3 separate regions of the Ovis aries genome follow, and all the other regions are linked to region 2. A link is a contact called in public Hi-C data. All regions are on one chromosome and are shown on one strand. The core of a region is the stretch at or near the end of the contact, and the rest is flanking DNA. Distances in the headings are between cores, read along the strand shown. Region 1 has its middle 39 kb from the start of ACOT11. Region 2 holds the start of SSBP3 (single stranded DNA binding protein 3). Region 3 overlaps SSBP3 (single stranded DNA binding protein 3).

What was found. Hi-C and Micro-C count contacts between places; a contact is called where the count stands out from the background.
Region 1: a Hi-C map of tail adipose tissue shows a contact between it and region 2, with 8 times the contacts expected there. The contact joins the enhancer-like site here to the promoter of SSBP3 in region 2. A contact is called at or near these places in 14 of 16 Hi-C or Micro-C datasets (blood, hypothalamus, liver and 6 more).
Region 3: a Hi-C map of tail adipose tissue shows a contact between it and region 2, with 2.8 times the contacts expected there. The contact joins the enhancer-like site here to the promoter of SSBP3 in region 2. A contact is called at or near these places in 5 of 16 Hi-C or Micro-C datasets (hypothalamus, liver, mixed tissues and 2 more).

The regions. Positions count from the first base shown.
Region 1 is chr1:28,966,956-28,971,277 of ARS-UI_Ramb_v3.0, forward strand. No RefSeq gene overlaps it. Among named protein-coding and RNA genes, the nearest start is that of ACOT11, 39 kb to the right of the region's middle. Within about 2 kb of position 2,941, at least 41 of the 54 cell types and tissues checked have an H3K27ac peak or open chromatin away from gene starts, as enhancers often do. A contact at or near this core is called in hypothalamus, liver and tail adipose tissue, where this site is marked.
Region 2 is chr1:28,907,568-28,912,036 of ARS-UI_Ramb_v3.0, forward strand. SSBP3 (single stranded DNA binding protein 3) reads right to left here and starts at 2,227. Exons shown (of 16, transcript XM_042248427.1): 1 at 1,730-2,227; 2 at 658-730; 3 at 374-435. The coding sequence starts at 1,785.
Region 3 is chr1:28,872,041-28,876,401 of ARS-UI_Ramb_v3.0, forward strand. The region is part of intron 4 of SSBP3 (single stranded DNA binding protein 3); the gene reads right to left. Among named protein-coding and RNA genes, the nearest start is that of SSBP3, 36 kb to the right of the region's middle. Within about 2 kb of position 1,386, at least 2 of the 54 cell types and tissues checked have an H3K27ac peak or open chromatin away from gene starts, as enhancers often do. A contact at or near this core is called in tail adipose tissue, where this site is marked.

The sequences.
Region 1 (4,322 bases), core at 1,691-4,190, 60 kb after region 2:
TTTTCCAGGCAAGAATACCAGAGTGGGTTGCCATTTCCTTCTCCAGGGGATCTTCCCAACCCAGGAATTGAACCCCGGTGTCCTGCACTGCAGGCAGATTCTTTACCAACTGAGCTACGAGGGAAGCCTGTTTTATAGGAGTCCTTACACTTCATGTCTGCACCCTTTAAATCTCTATTTCCATAGGCTTGCTATTCAAATCAGGAACTAGAACGTTTTGAATCAAAGCTCACCTCTGACCCCTCCCACTGCCTCATTTCCACATGCTAAAGGTAGGAGGCTACCTCTGTATCCTTTTCTCTCTGGCCATACCGACTCTGCCTGATGGTTCCTGTATCTGCACCTCTCTCTGGTCTCCCTCACTCAGATTAGTTTTTCAATGCTCAGCTCTGCTCTGTCACTTCCTGGACTACAAAATTGGAGGGGCGAGTCCCTCCCCCATTGTCTGAGGACTGAAGCTCCAACTGTTATGCCTTCAAGGCATAGTGCCCCAAGGCCTAGCCCCGGCCTCTGTGCAACCACTCCCCAACCCTGGATATGTTCTCCATGCTCCAGTTGTTCAATGTGCAAATGTTTTTTCGAACCCTTACTATGTGCCAGGAGTTGTGTTGGGCACCCAGAAATTAACTGATGCACAATTCCCAGAAACCAAGTGTGTTTCGAGAGCTCAAGGGTTTGGGGGCTCTGAGAAGGGGTGCGGAATTGAGAGAGGGACTGGGCTGCAGCCAGCTCTCTTCTTGCTGGTTTCCTGTTTACTATTAACAGCTGCCCATCCCGCCTAACACACAAACGCCCAAGTGAACCTTGGTATGTTTTCAGACCAGCAGCTCAATCACAAACATGAAGCAGGCTACTTGAAATTTGCCTTCAGCTGCCTTGAAAATCTGCAGAGAGACCCCCTTTAATCCCTCCCTTGCTTGCACTCCCCAACTTTCTGCCTTCCTCGCCTCTCCTTGGAGGACATATGGCCCCTTGAAGTTTTTGTTTGCTTGAAGGGAGGGGAAAAACCCCCAAATACCCAGCTTCAGTGTGGAAGTTTTTTCCATTTTTAAAATATTATTAAGCATCAAGAGACAGAGCAATCTGCTTGCAGATACTATACGTGCATAATTAATAAAATCTCATTATTTATTTATAGAGACACACGAGGAACTGGAGAATTAGGGCTATCCCCATTATATATGAAGAGAGGGAGAGAAAGAGTGGGAGAGAGAGGCTAATACTTTTTGAATGTTAGAGCCTTCCAGAGAAGTGAATCTCTCAGTAGGCAATGAATAAGAGAAGGTATCTACTCCTCCTCAGAGTGGTGTTCCGAGCTAGGAAACACCAGAGAGCAGAAACCTGGTTCCGCTTAAAGAAGGAACGGGACCAGCTCGGTGCTCTAAGTGCCCAGGATGCCGGCTTTGGGTACTTGGCAGGAAAGCAGGAAGCACCGTGGAGGGCCTGGCGACAGGGAAAGAGCCAGTCCGGGGATTCTGAAGGAGGGGGACTTAGGCACAGAATCCCTCCCTGGTAGGTGGGGGTAGCAGTGGGCACGGTCACACCATGGGCACCACGTAAATTGCCCAGACACCGGCTGAGGTGAGCCCCTGGTTCCGCTGGTCCTTTATAAAGCAGGTAACGGTCACTGAAAGGGGGAGGGGGGGCTTTTCTAAATGCCAACTCTGCCCTTGGATCTCTGCATGCCAGATGCCCGGCCAGGGCCGCCAATATCAATAACCCAACTTATTATGTAACAGCCCCTGCGGCCAGGCAGGCAGGGGTCAGAGCCTCCCAGGCTTCTTGAGTTGGGGTGGATCTTCGCTCTCCCTGTTCTCTCTCTCTCTCTCCCCTCTCTCATTTTTTCTTGAGACATGCTTTAAAATAGAAAACAGGCTTGTGCAGTAACCAACCCCACAGAAAGGGGTAGTTTGGAGGGATGTTTTTCCCCCCCCATCTCCCTCAAGTGCAAGCAACTCAGGGAGCAGAACACTCAGTCTTCCCGGGGCGGTGGGCTCCGGCGGGGGGCGGGGAGAAGGGCTAGGGAGGGGGTCGGCTTGAGCAGCAGCCCCCGCAGGGTTACCCGGGCGCGTGCAGGGAAACGTCTCAGCAATTCCAGCGCCCAAGCGGAGCGCGCGGGGGGGGCGGGGGCGCGCGGCGCGGGGCACCTTGAAACCGCCGGCGGCCGAGCGCTGATTGGCCGAGCCGCCGCCTCGGCGTTCCAGCCAGGCGCCCCTCCCCCCGCGCCGTCCACCCCGGAAGGAATTTCCTCCTCTGGCGGCCGCTATTGTTGTCCGCCTTCGCTGTTTGGGTCGGATCGCGTAACCATAGTATCCAAACTGTGTCCGCGCGGGGCCCCAGCCTGGGACCCCTGTGCCCCCAGCCCCTGCAAGCCACCCCCCCCACTTTTTTTTTTTTTTTTTTTGCAGCCTACTTATCATGACTTCATCGGACTCCGGGGAACAGGAGAGGGGGATGGGGCGGGGGGAGCTGGCCCGCTCCTGGCGGCCCTTACTCCGAGATGTTTTCAATTATAATTTTTTTAAAAAAAGTCTGCTTTGTGGGTTCGGGGCTTTTAAATTCTTCCTACTCCCCCCACTTCCATTAAACCGTTGGACCAAACTTGAGTGGGATTTTCCCTCCGTTTCCCCTTCACCGTCTTCACCCTGAATTTGCTGCTCACATCTGAGGCTGGGGAGACAGCAGAAGTCACCCCCCAAACCCAGCCCCTCAAGCTCGGCCTGTGCCCCGGTCTCTGGGCCTGGGCTTGAGCTGGAGAAGGCGAGGTCGGACCCTGCAGCCCACACCCTCTACCCCGGGGCGCTTCCTGGCGGGGCTGGGGGACCCGTGGAGGAGGAGGTATGGGGGTGCATGCCTGCCAACCCCTTATCAAAGGGATGCGGGAGTGACGGGGGAAACAGCTGACAGGTTCTTGGGAAAACAAGCCTCCTCTCCCCTCAGATTCCTCCCTCAGATCTCTGAACACAGAGACATCCTAGTCCGCGCGAGCAGCCTGAGACCAATACCTGTTCTCTACTCCTGCGAAAAAACAAAAATAGAAGCCTTGTCCTTGCGAAATATTTTGCTGGGAGAGGTGGGGGGTGGGGGGGCCCTAGCAGTAAGTCCGCACCCGGGCTGTGGGCAGCGCGGGAGCCTCCGGGACTGGGGCTGGCCGCGGGGGGCGGTGTGTGTGCCGGGGGGTGTCAAACATTCCCAGAACTCAAGTATTCTCCCGGCGCCCGTTGGGGCGGGGGCAGCAGCTGCGGCGGCCCAAGTTCGGGGCAACACTGCCCCCTAGGGGCCACTGCAGTAAGTTTGCAGCCGGGGCGGCGAGGGGCCTTAAGGACGGAGTCAATGGTACCTGGGCAGGGGCGACAATAACTCCCCCGGTGACCGGTGACAGGCCTGAAGAGGGCTTCCAAGCACCCGTTCTAGGGGCGGGGAAGATGCGATGGTGAGGTTTTGTGTTTGCTCTAGAATCTAAAACTTTGGCAGAGTGGGTGCATCCTACTGGCTTCCAGTGGTGGAATGGCCTTTTAATATCAATGAATCTGGTACCCTTTTTGTGCAGTTGAGGAAACTGAGTCCCAGAGAGGGGAGCGATTTGCTCAGGGACATGGTTTTGCACCCAATCCTTCTGGGGTCCTGTGGCGTTTTTGAATTCACAGTCTTCCTTCATCCCTTAGTGGCTCTTGTAAACCTTGTAGAGAGGTTTATCAGAGGCAGTATAGGACATTTACAGATGAAAAATCAGTCCTACAGCGGGGTGAGAACTCAAGTCCCCTGTCTTTCAGTCCAGCTCTCTATACTATGGGGACTTGGAGGGACTTGAACCATAGACTCAACTAGCTGGCCAGCTCTTCATTTGGGGCGATGGCTGTGGTGCTCAACACCCATTCCTACCAGACCAGCCTGTAAGTGGCTGCTCCAGGCTGAGGGGCTCCAACAGAAGAGTGTGGGTCTGCTGAAACCTGAGTTGTAGGTTCCTAAACTGTTGCTGTCTCTGGGCCTCAGTTTCCCCATCTCTAAAATGGGGAGTGGGCAAGCAAGAGGAACAGAAAGGCATCTTGTATCTCCAGTGTTCAGAGCTGCTGTACTGCTTCTCCTTGTCTTTTGTCTGTCTCACCCTCTCTCCTCGGCTCTCCCTTGCTCCTCAGTTGGGGGTCGGCTGGGCTGGCTTCTTGAGCCCGCCCTTCCTCCCTTCCGGCAGGGCTTCTGCGGCTGCCCCTCCCCTTCCCTCCCCTCCTGGCTGGCGCAGAGCAGACTGCGGGAGGGAGCAGTGGGCAAGGAGCCAGCAGAGCGTCCAGTCAACCCCTTGGGAAAACAGGGTGTGTGTGTGTGTG
Region 2 (4,469 bases), core at 977-3,476:
TGCCCCACCCCCACTCCCTCTAATTAAAGCAGCATGCAGAATTGACAAAAATCCTTTCAGGTTTTTTCCAAGTCCGTGCTTACTGCTTCAGAGTGAGATGTAAAAGTAAGGCATTTCTATTGCAACACTAGGCATGATTAGTAGGTTCTCACCAGTGGGAAAAGAGGAGGCAGAAACTTTATGCATCGACCTCTGCTGCCCTTTCCCTTTTCTGCCAGTCCTGGTCTGAGGGCCCAGAGGCACCCTGCTCTCTACAATGCTGAGGACTAAAGCACAGGGAGCCTGCTCCAGACCCCCTGTCTTTGTTCACTTGGACCCCGGGGGGCTCAGAACAAAACACACACACACACACACAAAACTATCACAAACTTACCACCACCACGAGTGCAAAAACCCAGGCGGTTCTCCCAACGTGATGTTTTTTTCCCATCGAATCTAGAATGGAGAGAACAGAGACAGCTCAGGGCAGCAGAAGGAAGGGGTGGGCTGGGGGCTTCCCGGAGCCAAAAGGCTGTGAAGACCAACTAACAATAAATGCCAAAAGGTGATAAAAATTCAAAATGGTGGCCACAGTGGCTGTTCCAGAAAACAAAGGCTTTAAGAACGATGGGGAGGAGGGGGTGTCAAGAACTGGATGACTGGGGGAGTTCCACTCACCTCTGACAAGAAGGTCTGTGCAGACTTCTGTGCTCCTACGTGCAGTAAATATTCGTAGACATATAAAGCTAACCTGGAGAGTGGGCAGGGGGGCACAGAGAGAGAGGGAAGGCGTCAGATCACACTGGTGCTCGCTCCTGGACCATACCAGCCGGCTTCCAACCCTGTCCGTGCTGTCCCATTGTGGCCCCGACCAGAGGTGAGCAGCTAGCTTGGTCCTGCCTGGGGCCAAGGGTGCGAGCAGTTAGGGGGTGGGTACCAGGAGACGCGTTTACTTCAAGCCGCGGGGGCTGAAGAGCAGCCCCCGAACTTGAACTTCCAAGTAGCGTCGGGACCAAACCCACCTAGGTCTCTCAAACTCGCAAACCGCCCGACCCCAGAGCCTCGCTTCTTTTCCCGACCTACTCCTTGCCACCAACCCACCCTCTCCCCAGTTTTGAGGGTCCGGGGAGACTCAGTCCTGGACTCCGGGGTGCTCCGCGCTCTGGAGAGGGCAGCAAAGCGCCGCCCTCACCACCTCCCCCCAAAACAACTGTCCCCCAAGCTAGGGCCAAGCCGGCGCCGCTGTCCCTGCCCAGCCCGGCGCCCCGGAGGGCGCGGGGCCGGCGGTGGGGCCGAGGGCAGGGAAGGCAGAGCGCTCCTGGCCGAACAAAGCCCCCGCCACGCACTCCTCAAGCCGCGGGCGGACAAAAGGAGCCTTCGGGGCTGCAAGAAGCCACGCGCCCCCTGCTCGCGCCCGGTGGGCAAAGTGCGGTCACCGCCGCGAGCTCCCCGGCCGGGGCGGATGCCCCGGCTGGCTCGCAGGACCTCGCCCACCCCTCTCCGCGGGCCCCCGCGCCCGGCACGCCCCGGGGCCACCAAATGCCCCCTCCCCGGCGGCGCCCCCCGACGCCCCAACCTCAGCCGGCTCCCAACAATGGGCTCTCCCACGCCGCCCGCCGCGGCCTCGGGAAGGGGCCAGGCTGGCGGCGCCGGGGCCCGGAGCGCAGCAGCCCCCGCCCGCCCACCTGCCTCCCACCACCCGCCCGCAGCCCGGCGGCGGCGCGGCCGCCACTTGGAAAATAGGGCTTACTTTTCCCGAGCCTGCCCGTCCGAGGGCACCGCCGAGCCTTTGCCTTTGGCAAACATGGTTTGCAGAGAAGAGGACGCCGAGCCTCCTCGCCGCCGCCGCCGCCGCTACCGCTCCGGCTGCTCCCGAGCTGCCCCCTCGCTCCCGGCCCCCTCCCCGGCGCTCGCTCGCACACTCGCTCGCGCTCTCCTCGCCGCGCTCCCCTCCCTCCCCCCCAGGCGCTGGCTCCGCGCTCTTTCCAGCTGTCAAAGCGTCAGCCCCGGCCGCGGCCCCATCGCCCTGGAACTCCTCCTGCGCCGGCTCGGCCTGGAGTGCCGGTGCCGCCGCCGCCGCCGCTCGCCCGCCGGCCCGGCTGCCCGCTGGCTCGCTCGCGCGCCCGCCCGCCCGGCTCCGCCTGCGCCGCCCTCTGCGCCTCCTGCACCGCTGCCGCCGCCGCCGCCGCTGGTCTACTTGGAGCTCAACCGAACGTGGCTACCCCGGCGAGGGATCGAGGCGGGCGTCAACGTCCCGCGATTGATTGGTGCCTCGGCCAATCTGCGCGCGGGGGCGGGCCCAGGGCGGCCCGGGAGGGACGCCCTGTCAGCGCCCAGCCGCGGCAGTCCCCGCTGAGGCCGCCACCGAGGAGCCGCTGTCCCTGCTTCTGCGGGCGAACTGGGGGTGTCCGCGGGCGCGAGCCTCTGTTTTCTCTAGATGTAGGGAGAGGACGCGAATCGAGAAGGGGGAGCTCTAGTCTCCTGGCACCCGCGAAGAGGGGGTCCGACCCGCGGTCTCCGCGGCGTGGACCGCTGGGGAGCGGGTGGGGGGCGGGGGGCTCTGCGGCATAGTCGGAGGGGAGGGGGCGCGGACCCCTGAGCCGAGCACCGCCGGCTCCCTCCCGCCACGTCCCTCTCCCTTATCTGCCCCTCACCTCCCCCCGCCTCAGCCCGCGCCAGCCCAGCCCTGATCTCCCCCTCCCCCTCGCCTGCCCTTCCCGTGGGCTCCGACCCCAACCCCCTCCCCAGACTTCCACTCGCCCCCACCCTTGGCCGCCCCGCCCGTGGTCCTCCCTCTCGCCTAGTCTGGCTTCGGAGCGCAGGGCCCGGGGTTCCACGCTGGGAGCTGGGCGGCTCGAGCCGGCGCCGAGGCGCGCGGCTGCTCCTTTACTAGATCATTAAAATACTTTGGAAAACCCCAAAGTGGAGTCGCGCGAAAATGGCCCTTGGCCTGCTTTGGGGAACCTGGGGGAAGGGACTGAAGACTTGAGCTAAGAGAAGGGAGAGTGATTGCTCCCAAATTTCCAAGGTCTGCCCGCCCTAGCAAGTTAGCCCCTCGGCTTCTCCGGGAGAGATGGTGCCATTCCAGGGTAGAGGGGGCTGTCACCTGGGCGCCCCGCTGCGCGGAATACGCGTCACAGAAATCTGCAAACTTCAAATAAATGGAGCTAAATTGGGGAGTGGGGTACGAGAGCCAGCCGTGGGGGGAGGGGAAGCTTCCATTGTCAGTGACCCAGGTGTACAATGGGAAATTGAAGGGGGCTGGCAGAGTGACCCAGCTATTTGCTCCTGACTCCTTTTTGCCCACGCCGAGAACCCGAGGACACACTGAGTGTCCCTCATTAGACACTCTTATGACGAGAAACCAACCAAACAGGGCAAGACTCCCCCATTTTCAGACTGTTTTTAGAGCGCGGTTCTCTTTAAATGTGATAAAACACTGTCTCTTTAAAAGAGTCAAGCAGAAAAAGCTGTGTAAGCGCTGATTGGCTGCCTGTTTGGATACATCTTTAGGGGAGCCTTGAAACTGTTAGCCTAGGTTGATTTTTTTTTTTTTAACTGCGCTGTTCCAATAAACAAGTAACGCCCCTCCCCCTAACATGCCTCGCACCAAACAATTAAAGGATAGGTCAGTGTCCTGGGGAAAACATGTTTCAAGTAGGAAAACTCAGAACTAGATTCAACAAAATAAGGGATAATTCACTACCATTAAAGTTTGCTTATTTTGATTTGTCGATGAGAGAAGAAGGGGCTTTAAAAAGAAATGCCCCTGCAGCAAATAGACGGCATTGGTTCAGGAAGGAGACTCTGGGTGCATTTTTGGAATAATGTTCTACTCAGTGTAACAGCTTCCCTAAATTAGAATACAGCCAGGCCCTACCAATGACTCTGGACGCACTCTGTTCTCTGCTGGGACCTAGAGCTTGCAGGGAAAGGAGGTAGAAAAAAGAAAACACTCCTAGTCTCTGGTTGTCTGTGTGCTAGCTCCTAGTTTAAAGGTTGTTTTGTGAATGAGGGAAGCATGGAGGTTGGGAGGGACTTGAAATACAACGATAGGGGAGAGAAGGAAATAATTACAGTTATTTTTCCCCCAGGCGGTTTAATTTAATAGGGCTAACTTAAGGTACCTTAGAGCCCACACTAATTAAATTGTCCTGCTCATACCCTTCCCCTGAACTTCTATTTTTGATGGGCTAGGAATGGCCAGGAATGGCTTGTCAACAGACTGACTCACAAGAAGCCTGACTCATCTTGGGTCTGCAAGGCCCACAAATTATGAGTATCATGAGTGTGGGTTAGGTCCTGGCTCAAGGAAAATACTGCCCTTCTCTGGCCCTGTCTCTATCAAGTTGGCCATGCTTTGTCAGAGTCAGGGTTGCAACACAGGTATATCTGTGCATCATTTTCCTCATCTGTCAAATGGGAAAGGGGGATCTTTATCTCTTTAGAGTCTGATGTTTTGTGACACTAAGATTTCCTTTCTATAGTTT
Region 3 (4,361 bases), core at 136-2,635, 36 kb before region 2:
TAGAAGGACGCCCTCCAACTGTTTAAACCTGATTACCAGAAGGAAGAGGACAGCAAGGGGCAAGAGAGTAGGGGGTTCTCCTTACTTCTTATTCCAGAGACCTCTATAATTCAGCAATAATTAACACAAGAAGTACTTGGATATTATTTATGTAATTAAAAATAACAAGAGTCATGTTAAACTCACCTCCCACAAAAGACCTTGAAACCACTCACATTTAATTCTAAGAAAACTTGAGAGCTGTTCAGTTTTCCCAGACAGAAAGCAGGTAAGAACCAGCTTTGGGGAATTTCCTAGTGTTGAGGACTCTGAACTTTCAGTGCTGAGGGCCCAGGTTCAACCCCTGGTCAGGGAATTAGGGAGCTAGGATCCCGTAAGCCACACAGCGTGCCCCTCATTCCAAAAAAAAAAAAAAAAAGAACCCGACAAACTTGGCTTGCTGTCCCCATACCAGGGCTCTGCTTACAGTGAGGGCTTCCCAGGTGGCACTAGTGGTAAAGAACCCGCCTGTCAATGCAGGAGACGCAAGAGACTTGGGTTCAATCCCTGGGTCAGGAAGATCTCCTGGAGGAGGGCATGGCAGCCCACTCCAGTATTCTTGCCTGGAGAATCCCCATGGGCAGAGGAGCCTGGCGGGCTACAGTCCATGGGGTTGCAAAGAGTCAAACACCACTGAAGTGACTCAGCGCACGCACGCCTTACAGCGGAGAAACCTCATTCAGGTTTCTAAACCTCTCGGAGCCTTGATCCCTTGTGGCAAAGGGAGCCTGGTTCAATCCACCCCGAGATTCCCACGAGGCTTCGCTTGAAGTCCTCCTGATCAGGCGCTGGGCACACAGGAGTACAGCTGCCTCCCCCTGACTGTGAAGCCTTAATCCCAATCTATCCCTAATCTACATCCATGAGGCACGCCTCCAAAATGATCTACTTGGGCAAAAGAAAGAGGAAAAAAGAAAAGAATGCTACCAACCACTTCTGCCTACAAAGCCCCACCCCCGAGACTCCCCTTCTGAGAACACCAGTCGTCACTGAGGAGTCAGGCAAGAGCCAGGCAATGAAAGTGGCGACAGAAACCTTGCGGGCGAGGTCCCCGATGCCCCATCGTCTCTGTCGTCCAATCTGTGCCTCTCACACACGGTTTCAGGGATGTAAAAAGCATCCAGATAAATGGGTCTCCAACTACCGAGCTCTTAGGCAAGGAAAAGCATCTAAATCTAAATCAATTAACACGAGGGAGGTCCCCACAGAGCCCTCCCCTGGAGACGAACATCAGGGGAGACAGAGGGTGAGAGCGCAAAGAACAAGGAGCTCTCCAGGGCCAGACAGGCAGTACAGTCAAAGACAGGAGGCCAGTTCTGACTTCCCAAGGGCCCTTCCAAAGGCACTCGTGAGTAGCTCTGCCAGGGACAAAGTTGGGAAGCAACACCCAGCTTGTGAAGCAATGTGCTGGCAGTCCCGACAGCCTTCTGTTTTTAAAGTGTGTTGTGTATACCATACGCCCCAAGCATTCCACATCTAAGAATATCATCACATACACGTGCACAAACATTTTGCCACGAAGATGTTCATCACAGTTTGCCTGGTGGCTCAGTGGTAAAGAATCTGCCTGCAATGCAAGAGACATGGGTTCAATCCCTGGGTTGGGATGATCCTCTGGAGAAAGAAATGGCAACCCACTCCAGTATTCTTGCCTGAGAGATCCCATGGGCAGAGGAGCCCGGTAGGCTACAAGCCATGGGGTCACAGAGTCGGACACAACTTAGCAACTAAACAATAACAACAACATGTTCATCAGAGTTCGTTTACAGTATGAGAAAACTGGAAAGAATCTTAATGTTCCACAGCGAGGGACTGATAAAATTATGCCACATCCAAGAAGCAGAATACTTTGTGATCACTAAAAAAATGGATACTATCTAATGACACGGAAGGGCAGAGGCTTACAGGAGCCCGTTACCCAACAAAACAGGTGCTTAGTGAAGAAAGACGGACAGCTCCACAGGATGGAGATACAGTCCAGGGAACGGTGAGTGCCACCTGGACCCACAGTTGTCCGTATCTCAAAATAACTGGGGACCAAAAGACAACCCAGTCATCTCCTAGCCTGTACTTTTTATTAAAGTTTTAGGATTCCTCAACCGGATGAGGTCCCGTGGTCAAATAAATGTCAGACACGCTGTATTTCACACTGTTTATCCACCTCATATATGCTATCCCACTTCTAAGATCTGCAATGCATCTTAATGTACTGGAAACTCTTGAGAAGTCCTACACTAGAGAAACTGCTGAACCCTGCATTTCCCACAAGGATCCGGCTGCAGATCCTTTACTGAAACATGTTCAAACATCTCACTGAAGAGCTGGGGAAGCCTGATCGCTTGACAGCACCCAGGATGTGGTTGGGGGACCTGGGGACCCCTGTGCCTCTCACTTCCTGAAGAATCTTCAGCCAAGTCATCTCCTTATTCTGGGCACAATGTCTCCATCTGGGAGTTGGACTAAACCATGGGGGCCACGGGAGGAGGCATAATGGTGGGAAGCTTAGCAGGTGACCTTTGGCACCCACACCCCTTAAACTGGTAGATGGCTCTGTCTTTCTGTTACACTATTTGGCCTTCCACCTAAGACTTCATTTAAAGAAAGGGATCTCCTGCTAAAAAGGAAAAAAAAAAAAGTAAGTTAAAAAAAACCCACTGAAGTCTATGTCCTGTAAGGTCCCTCTAACCATTACAGCTGACTTTCTTTAAATCTGTATTTCATGTGGGAAAAAGTCCTCTCAAACGGAGGGGCCGAGTAGAGTCAGGAAAAGGCGAGGGTTTGAGCTGAACTTGCTGAAAAAAGAGGCTCTGCAGGTTTAGGGTTGGGGATGAACCAGGGAGCCTGCCTGCGGGCAGGAAGGCGGGGGGGCAGGGGTGATGCTGCCGGGGGAGATGAGACGGACTGTGCAACTAAGTGGACGGATGAAAAGGCATCTTGAAAACCAAGGTCAAGAACATCCACGTGGTGGCAGATAGCAAGAAATCGGCTGATGTTTGAAGAGTTATGCGATCAAAACAAGAGAGCCACTCGTTAGGTGACCGTGGCGCTGGGTTTCTGTGGCTCAGCGTGGAAGAAGGGCTGAGGAGGAGAGGCGCCGCAGTCACCGGAGCTCACGGTCCAGCTCTATGAGGGCAGCTGCAGAACCCAAGGCTCACCTTGAACGAGGACTTCAAACTCAACCTTCAGCTCAAACCTGGTACATGAAGATGCCCAGGACGGGATTAGAACTCAGACTCGCTCAGCAGTCTGAGTACCTGACCATGTCATTTTGACTAAGACAGGATTCCCAAGGATGATACCTGCGATGCCATGCCAGTCACACACACCCTCCAACTTCCTCATCCCTCCACCGCTCAGGATCCCCACATCCTAGAAGGGTCGTGTATGGTGTAAAAGGTCATCCTGGGGACCTCCAAAGAGAAACCAACATGTGGAGTGGAATTCAGAGCATCTGGAAGAGAAGGCTGCTCGCGCTTCTTCCAACGAGGTGGGTTCGATCACATTTCGGCAGCTGGCTGGTCCCCGCCGTCCATCCCCTTCTGGCTGGCCAGCAGGCACTCTGATTCAAGCGGCTCTTCTTCAGGCAGACACCACACACCCGATGAGATGTGCCAGGGCCCTCCTGGAAGCTGGCTCTTGGCTCCACCAGACAGGTACGGGGCTTCCAACTGGAATACAGTGACGCTGTGCCTCCAACTTTCACTTATCTGGAAATCCAAAGAGCCAGGAAACTCACACAACATCACTGGCCGACTTCCAGTCTGAAGTGTGACACCAATAACAAGGAACTCATCTCACATGCCAACGTCATTTGACTGACAGTGACTAAAACGCTGCACTGAAAAGAAATTCTGAACCTGGGTCAGGAGGAAAGAGTTACCGTGATCTACTTGTAATGCCTGACATGAGTGGGGAGCACCCAGATGTATGCCAAGCATCTGCCGTCTGTCCCGGACACCAGGACTAGCCTTCAGGTTGGATTCTGACTCTTAGCTTCATCGGGGACTGGACATGTGACTCTGGAAAGTCACAAAAGCCACCTACCTGCTTTTCATGAACAACCCAGGATGATAAGCCTGGGCCTTCGCCCCCGCAGGACTGCTGGAGGGTGCCAATGGGCTCACATACAGAAGTTGTTCTTTAACATGTCCAGCAAGGGGGATTATTATATTTAAGGGATTACAGTTCCTCTCCACAAGAGTGGCCCTAAGGCACTACACGATCCTGAAGAGGCTTCTAAATCAACAAAGAATTAGCACTAGCGTGGTGGCTGCAAGTGGGGGCAGCCCTCAGGGAGACGAGCCTCCAATCTCAACTGGGGA